3 separate regions of the Zea mays genome follow, and all the other regions are linked to region 1. A link is a contact called in public Hi-C and HiChIP or PLAC-seq data. All regions are on one chromosome and are shown on one strand. The core of a region is the stretch at or near the end of the contact, and the rest is flanking DNA. Distances in the headings are between cores, read along the strand shown.

Region 1 (2,695 bases), core at 91-2,590:
TAATTTATATAAACTTTGATTAGGGCTTGTTCGTTTCCACCGGATTGGTGGGTCAGAACGATTTCTAACCGGATTTCTTCTCTAATTTATATAAACTTTGTTTAAACGGAACGATTCCGGGTGCAATCCGATACAAACGAACAGGGCCTTTGAACGATTCCGGGTGCAATCCGACGTAAACGAACAAGGTCTAAATAGACTGTGAGTCGAACAAGATCTATTAGACACGATCCATTTAGCCATAGCCGGCTGTCTCTGCGCGGTCTGGCCTCTGCCCGAACTGCCGAACTGCACTACTCCGCCAAACGCCAACAGCCAAAACACGGTATGAGTTGAGGACGGGGTGATGATTCACGTGTTGGAACCGGACCAGATATTTTGGTGGTGCCGAAGCTTTCTGGTCCAGAACCATATACTCCTATTATACTCTCCTAGTGCCACCGAAGAGCAGGTGTAGCTCCACTCCACTCCACTCCACTCCAACACGCCCTCCACTACCTTGCCAACTCATAATTGCTGACCACCATTATTGCTCTCCACCACCCGCCCGCTCGTGACGCAACGCAACGCAAACGCGCGCGCGGAAAGCCAGCCCCCGTTGCAGTTTCTCCCACTCCCAGCCCAGTCCCAGTCTGGGCTGGAGTAGTAGCGGTTGGTGGAGCGGGCGGGTAGCGGCCACGTCCGGACGGCGACGGGCGGGCGTGGTCAGTCCGCTGTCACGTGGAGCAGATGCATCCGGCACGTCTCGATGCCGACCGCGACGGCGACGGCGACGGCCGCGGTGGGCCGAGTAGATCTGTAGATGCATGCGCGGCTGTCTGTGTCCTCGTCACGGTAGGTGGGGGCGGCTTTCCGCTGCCCGCTGGTGTGGTATGGTAGGCCAGTGTCCCGTGGGCCCCACGGCAATGGAGGGTCTACCGGCGTACCGCGCGGATCTGGCTTCACCTACCGCCCGCGCGAGTCGCGACTAGTGGCTCGCCCTGGCACCTACCTACTCGGGGACGGGGGGATGGTGAAAGGGGGGACCCGACCCGATCTTTTCGACCATACATACATGCCCAGTTTCGGCCATACGTGCGCCTAGACGTTTTTCGCAATCGCAGCACGTTTGTTTTTCCAAATTTCTCGAGTTACCTTTGTACTAGCAGTAACATATTCATGCGTACCTAATTTAGACGACGTTATCATAATCATATTCCTCCCTTTTTTCCCATTTATATTACTGTAGTTCAGTTCATTCGAGGCTCAAAGTTCCTAGCTTTTAGTAGGTCTGAAATCGGCCCAACATGACAGCTCGGCCTCCCCCGCACATAAGTCAGTTGGTGGCCACTTGGGCTTACGCATCAGGATACGTTTCTTCACGCTGTCGGCGTAAATCACACTGTTTTCTGGTAGGAGTATACCATGGATCGATCCTTCACCCTTTGACCAAATATGAAGGGAAAAAAAAAGAAGCTTACAGCGAAAGCTTGGTAAGAGGTTCTTTGGTTCACACCATGACACCAATAATTTACTGACTAAAGTCTAGTCACTTTTAGTTCATAAACTACCAAATAGGACGACTAAATTAGGTATTCCAAACAAAATTTTCAGAAACTAAAGTTTAGCTCCTAAAGTTTATCGGAGTGACTAAGGGGGTGTTTGGTTACACCCCGCTAAAATTTAGCTCCTGTCCCATCGAATGTTTGAACCTCCGTTCCGGGTATTAAATGTAGTCAGATTATAAAACTAATTTGTCAGCCGAAGATTAAAAGACGAGACGAATCTAGTCCAGTTGGTTGGGTCTATATTTCATACTCCTATTTAAAAGTCAAACGATTGATGTGACCCGGGCTAAACTTTAGCAGGAGCAATCAAACACCCCCTAAAGCTACCAAACCCTTCTAAACCTTGCCAATAGTCAAAACCTTGCCAATTGACTATTGGTGTGCACTTGTGGACGGTGCTCCCTAAGAAAAAAAAATCTCTTAGACACTACCGGATACAAATCTGCAGGCCATAAATGTGATCTGGTATTCAGAGATTTTTTTTCCTGCTCTCGAGTCCTAGTCACTTGCTATTCTCTTCTATTTTAAAGCCCGTGTTCTCACCGTTTATGTCCTAGTGGGTTTTCTTTGAAAATGCACATGCTAGTGCCTAACAATAAAAAAAACTAGAAGTTTAGTCCAGCTTTAACAGATTGATAAGTCTTATATTTTAAAATATGACACTGACCTTAAGGTACCAGTACCATTGAACAGATAAACCTGGATTCATTTTGGGTTGAAATTTCATGCATATACTAGCACCCACGGTACCTGTCAGGCCTATTTTTCTGCCGGACACATGCATAATAGGCTGCCCGCTAATTTTTAAATAAAACAATTCGAGTTAACGAATCGGGTTCGGGTCACATTTTAGATGATCAGGTTTTGTTGAAATACAAGAGAACTGGCTACCATCTTTATTGCATTGTCTTTTAGATTAAATTATTCGATGTTAACTACCTCCTAGAAACTTAATATTTTAATTTGATTTTATACCAAACTATCTTAACTTTGATCAAGTTTACTAAAAAATATTTATATTTATTTTACCATATAAGTATTATTATATGAATTTGAAACATATTTTAGTAGTGTATATAATAGATTTCATAAATGTTTATAATATTTTTCTATAAATTTAGTTAAAATTAAAATAATTTGTCATAGGA
Region 2 (2,695 bases), core at 145-2,644, 210 kb before region 1:
TATTGATCTGAAAATACGTGTCAAATCTACATACAGACTAAGTAAACAGGGTGCAAGAAATTATTAGCTATGATGACATAGTGTCGTCAAATCCACCAAACATGCAAAACACATCACATGGACCAAACACGTATAAAATATTTGAAGTAGCTAACAATAATTTTTATTTTGACCGATAGATAAGCAACACCATAGACCAGGATCCAGATCCAACAGAAAACAACAACAATGAGAAACGCTAAATCCACAACAACAACAATGCGATTTAGGTCAAGTAACTGGAACCAAACATATAACAGCAGCCGAATCTGGCTACACAAAAAAGACCTAAAATATCCCGAGATGCTTCGCCTTCTACAATCAATCCCAAAAATCAGGTCCTGTCTAACAGAGATCTGAAGATCCAAATACTAGGTAAAAATTACTAACCATCTAGCAACCAATAAACAAGAACGTCTAGCAGCCGAATCTGAAGATACACAAGAGTTTAACCATAGCAGTGAGATACTGAGATATAAAGCAGCGGCATCAATAAACAAGTAAATCTCACACTGCTAGTCATGCAGGATCTAGATCCACACAACAAGAACGTCAGATCTGAAAGGAAATGGATCCAAAGAAAGGCAAGCAAGAATCACCTTGCTCTTGGTGACGGAATCGTTGACGTTAATGGCAGGGAAGAGGAGGGCGCCGGTCTCCTGCATCTGGTAGAGCCTCTTGACACCCGTGGTGGTCTCCTCAGAGACGCCGACAAGCCTCTCCTTCATCTTGCGGTACTTCTTGGGGTCAGCCTTGAGCCCGTCGCGGATGATGGTGAGCACGATCTTGAACTCAGCGTTGTCGGTGGACTCCGGGTCGGGGATCTTGCCGGTCTTCTCGTAATCCTCCTCGGCCTTGACACCCTCGTGGATGAGCAGCGTGGCGTCGCCGCCGTCGTCGACGATGAGGTCGGGGCCGCCCGCCTCGCCCCAGTCGAGGCAGCGCTCGGTGCACCACCAGTACTCCTCGAGGGTCTCCCCCTTCCAGGCGAACACGGCGGCCGAGTCGCGCGCGATGGCGGCGGCGGCGTGGTCCTGCGTGGAGAAGATGTTGCAGGAGCACCAGCGGACCTCGGCGCCGAGCGCGGTGAGGGTCTCGATGAGGACGGCGGTCTGGATGGTCATGTGGAGAGACCCCGAGATCCTAGCGCCGGCGAAGGGCTTGGACGGGCCGAACTCGGCGCGGCACGCCATGAGGCCGGGCATTTCGACCTCGGCCAGCTCAATCTCGAGGCGGCCGAAGTCCGCCTGCGAGAGATCCTTGACCTTGTACTCCCGTCCAGACGAGGTCTTCTCCACAGAGAGCGCCATGGCGGCAGAGGAGGGAGAACTCGCGAATTGGATCTGGGAGATGGGGAAATGGAACGGGAGTGAGGGAGAAGACGGCGCGGTTGGGAGGCAGGGGTGGGGAGGGTTTTATGGGAAGAGACGACGGCGCCAGACCGTTGGTTTGCGGACGCGGCGATTAGCGGCCGTCGGATCTGGGCGGGGGATTGGTGGGGGGTTGGTGAGTCGCCATACCGGAGTGCCGTTGGTGGGTGAAGACGTCAGGTGAGATGCGCGGATCTGAGACATTGGTGACCAATGATGGAATCAATCTATTTTATATAAGTTCGTGCATTATGAGTTTATTTTATAAATTTAGTGAAATGAACTTATTTTTTTAATTATCACTAATTATTACCAAATAAAGGAAATAGTGACGGATAAAACCATTATATTTTACAAACCAAACAAGAAAGTGAGGAGTGAGAAGATAATAGACTAACTTATTCCTCAAACCAAACACGTTATACATATACTGACACATCTCGAGACTTGGTTCGCAAAAACACCCTCCGATTTCTCAAAATAAACAGTGGTCCAATTAAAAATACCTGCTCTCCCGTCACACAGCCCGATTCATGCTTCATCCTCTCTCATTCTCCTTGCTCTCCTCTTCCAGCCGTCGCCGCCACCACCATTGGTCGTCGCACCTCCACTCCTCCCTGTCCTCTCTTCCAGTGGCACAGATTGGACGGATGAACTCACCTACTACCACGATAGTGTAATACCCCTTTCTACTTCTAGAAACCGGTCATTATTCCACTAATGGATTACAAACAAAATATTATCAAAATACTACCCAAACCCTAACACCAAAAGGTAGCAATATCACCAGGCCTTACATCCCCCTTCAAATCTTGCTTCTCCTCAAGCAAGAACAGCTAGAAAACGAGCCTTCAAGACATGGTAATCTTCCCATGTTGCAAGATCTGGAGATGGACTGGTCCACCTAACCAGAACCTGAGTAATGGTTGCATTCCCCTTCTTAACCAATCTTCGGTCTAGCACTTTACCTGGCTCAACATTCTCTAGATCCACCATAGCAGGAAGGTTCTTGAACACCGGTGTATAACGAGGCACAAAGGGCTTTAGCTGTGACACATGAAACACTAGGTGTATTTGAGAGTCTGCTGGTAGATCCAACTTGTAAGCCACTTCCCAATTTTCTCCAACACCTTGTATGGTCCAAAATATCGAAAAGAAAACTTTGGACATTGTTTGCTAACCACAGACTGTTGTGTGTAGGCTATAACTTGAGCAACACCTCTTCTTCAATTTGAAATCCCTAGGCAACCTTCTCATATCAGCATAATGTTTAAACCTTTGTTGGA
Region 3 (2,695 bases), core at 121-2,620, 180 kb after region 1:
TAAATCAGAGATTAAGTACCAACCTGTGAAGGCAATCCTCTTTAGAACCAATACTATGCTCCCAGCGTTTTAAGCTCTCTTCTCTTTGGTAAGACAGTTCTTGCAACTGCTTTGCTGCTGCAGCTAGAAAAATGTGTGGCAGGTTCTTCAACAGACCACACAAGAAGCTGCCTTCACATGTTTGGGGCTCAAGTGGTGCATCCACACTTTCAAATTTAGAATCATCAGGCTTTGCACTAGCTACTGTACTCCAGAGCTTTTTAGTTGCGGATATAGATCTCCAATTCAAAATATTTCCCTGCGTTTTGATGTTGACAAGGAACTATTTCATAATAATGTAAGCAGATTAAACATCAAAGTTGCAGATTTATAAGAGTGACTCAAAATAATTATCAGCTAAACAATGGAATGTTTTTGGAATTAAAATTTCTGAAACTTATATTTGGACTAAAGTTATGCAGCTTATGCTAGTTACTTAGAAGTTAGAACAACTTGTTTTTTGTTTTTGGAAAAGGAAGGTATACTAACTTTAAAGATCAGTCTTGAAACAAGATAGACTTCCGACTTCTGATTCATATGAATCACACAGCTAGAACAAGTAGATCAGTCATTATTATACTGTAGTTGCCTAGTTGGGAAATTGCACAGCAAATGTGTCTTTTGTTCCATAAATCAGGCAAAAAGTTTGTACTCTGTTTTAAATGGCTTGGTTTAGCGAAAAAATACAAGAAAATACCAGAGTATTGACTTATATTTGCGAAAAGGTTGATGAGGTAGTACTAGGATCAAATGAAAAACAAGAATGTTGACTAAATTTCTCTACTGCTGAATTTTAATTCGAACATGATATCGATCCCATGTAAACCGTCAACTCTACCAACCAATTGCCTTCCCAAAATGAAGTTGACAAATTGCAATTTGCAAGATGAACTCTATAGATGAAAAGACTATTCAGGTAATCCTTCTCCTGCTTGGTTAGATTAAACCCTACCTTGAAAAACTTTACAGGCTCAAGAACCCCAAGAACCGTTACCAAACCCACCAATAACGCTACACACACAACAAAAATAAAAGCCGCGTTCCCAAGTCCATGTCCATAGGTAGCGACATCGCCTCCTGACTATACACGAATTCACTAACTCACTTCCAATTTCAGAGCTACATAAGCTGTAAAAATCAGAAAAGAACCTGTAGCTGCCAGCAGGTGTAGTATCCAAACGCTGCCCCCGATGCGTGACGGGCGCCTCGCCGAATTGCCGGTCGGAGGCAATTCGAAGCTACGGCGGCGCGAGGGCGGAGGCCGGCCATGCGGAGGGAATGGGTGGGGCGAGCAGGTGTTCAGGTGAGGTGGCGAGAGAGAGGTGTTCAGGAGTTGGATAACGTCGGGACGGCCGGAGAGGAATCAGCGGGGCGCACTGCTGGCCTGGGTGCGCTCGCGTGAAACCACAAGCGGTGGCGTGTTCCGCGCATGTGGTGAGCAGAGTGGGGTGGACCAAGTGGTCGCGATTGGTTGGCTCCCGCACGACGAGATAATGTGAGATCATGGAACTGAAATCAATTTTAATAATTATTGTTTGTATATATATATATATATTAAGTTAATATATATATATATATAAAGTTAATATGAATACGATAATATGTATAATATATTTATATGCTATCATTAGTTACAATAGAGGTATTTATGTACTGGATTTCCGCTGGAGGGAAGTCCAGGAGCATGCTAGAAATTGCAGATTAGAAATACAACATTGATCTATACAATCAATTTCCATCATACACCGTATAAATTTAAAATAAACTTCTAAATTTTGTAAAGTAATAGAATGTCAAATTCCAAGCTTAATATCTTAGTTTATTAAGGTTGTGCTTAGTAGACCGTGCATTTAGTCGTGCAAGATTTGCTTGACCTTTGAATGCACTAAAGCTAATAGTTAGTTGCTAAAATTAGCTATAGACATCCAAACATCCATTCAACTATTAGTTATTTTTAGTAAATTAGTTAATAGTTAGTTAGCTAATTTCACTAGCAATTTTTTAGTCAACTAACTAACTATTAGTTCTAGTGTATTTAAACACCCCTTAGGCCTAGTTTGGATACTTTGGGATTGGAGTGTTTCGAAGGGATTGGAGAGGGTGCAAATCCCAAATAGATCAAATACGCTCTCAATACATCTTAATCCACTCCAATCCCACTCATTACTAGAGTATCCAAACAAGGCCTTAGGCTTTGTTTGGATACTCTAGTATTGACCCCAATCCACATGTATTGAGGTGGATTGGGTGTAAATTAGTTTAAGTTACACCACAATTCAAATCAATACATATGGATTAGAGTCAATACTAGAGTACTCAAACCAGACCCTAGTCTTCTCGTGTAGCATGCTTGGTGTACCTCATCTCCTTTGGATTGCTTTCCATGCAATGAGATACATAGGTACATAGCATTGACACTAGCTACTAAGCCTCTGTGTGAATTAGAGAGTCGGGCGGATGATTAATCTTGATGGAAATCTGAAAGTGAGCATTTTTTTTCTTCTGAATGCTCTCTTGTTGTCAAAGTCAACTAGGGCATGCAGTAGACCTAGAGGTCTTACCCATGAGCCTTTGAGAAATTTGTACAATCAGTTAAAGGGTAAGCTTGATATCATTGTCCTATTCTAAGCATGTGTCGTGCATACCTAGTGAGGTT

Evidence for each region. Hi-C and Micro-C count contacts between places; a contact is called where the count stands out from the background. HiChIP or PLAC-seq counts read pairs in DNA pulled down with a chosen protein or histone mark.
Region 2: an H3K4me3 HiChIP or PLAC-seq map of leaf shows a contact between it and region 1, with 8 times the contacts expected there. The contact joins the promoter of LOC100282150 here to the enhancer-like site in region 1. A contact is called at or near these places in 9 of 25 Hi-C or Micro-C datasets (bundle sheath, ear, leaf and 2 more) and 1 of 3 datasets of contacts at active chromatin or transcription factors (leaf).
Region 3: a contact with region 1 is called in a Hi-C map of bundle sheath, with 4 times the contacts expected there. The contact joins the promoter of LOC100276521 here to the enhancer-like site in region 1. A contact is called at or near these places in 3 of 25 Hi-C or Micro-C datasets (bundle sheath, ear and tassel).

The regions. Positions count from the first base shown.
Region 1 is chr4:22,621,011-22,623,705 of Zm-B73-REFERENCE-NAM-5.0, reverse strand. No RefSeq gene overlaps it. Among protein-coding and RNA genes, the nearest start is that of LOC103652935, 16 kb to the left of the region's middle. Within about 2 kb of position 1,340, at least 19 of the 20 cell types and tissues checked have an H3K27ac peak or open chromatin away from gene starts, as enhancers often do. A contact at or near this core is called in bundle sheath, ear, leaf and 1 more, where this site is marked.
Region 2 is chr4:22,829,381-22,832,075 of Zm-B73-REFERENCE-NAM-5.0, reverse strand. LOC100282150 (adenosylhomocysteinase) reads right to left here and starts at 1,394. Exons shown (of 3, transcript NM_001155062.2): 1 at 639-1,394. The coding sequence starts at 1,349.
Region 3 is chr4:22,443,538-22,446,232 of Zm-B73-REFERENCE-NAM-5.0, reverse strand. It overlaps LOC100276521, which reads right to left and starts at 1,370. Exons shown (of 3, transcript NM_001150287.1): 1 at 1,189-1,370; 2 at 24-298. The coding sequence starts at 1,308.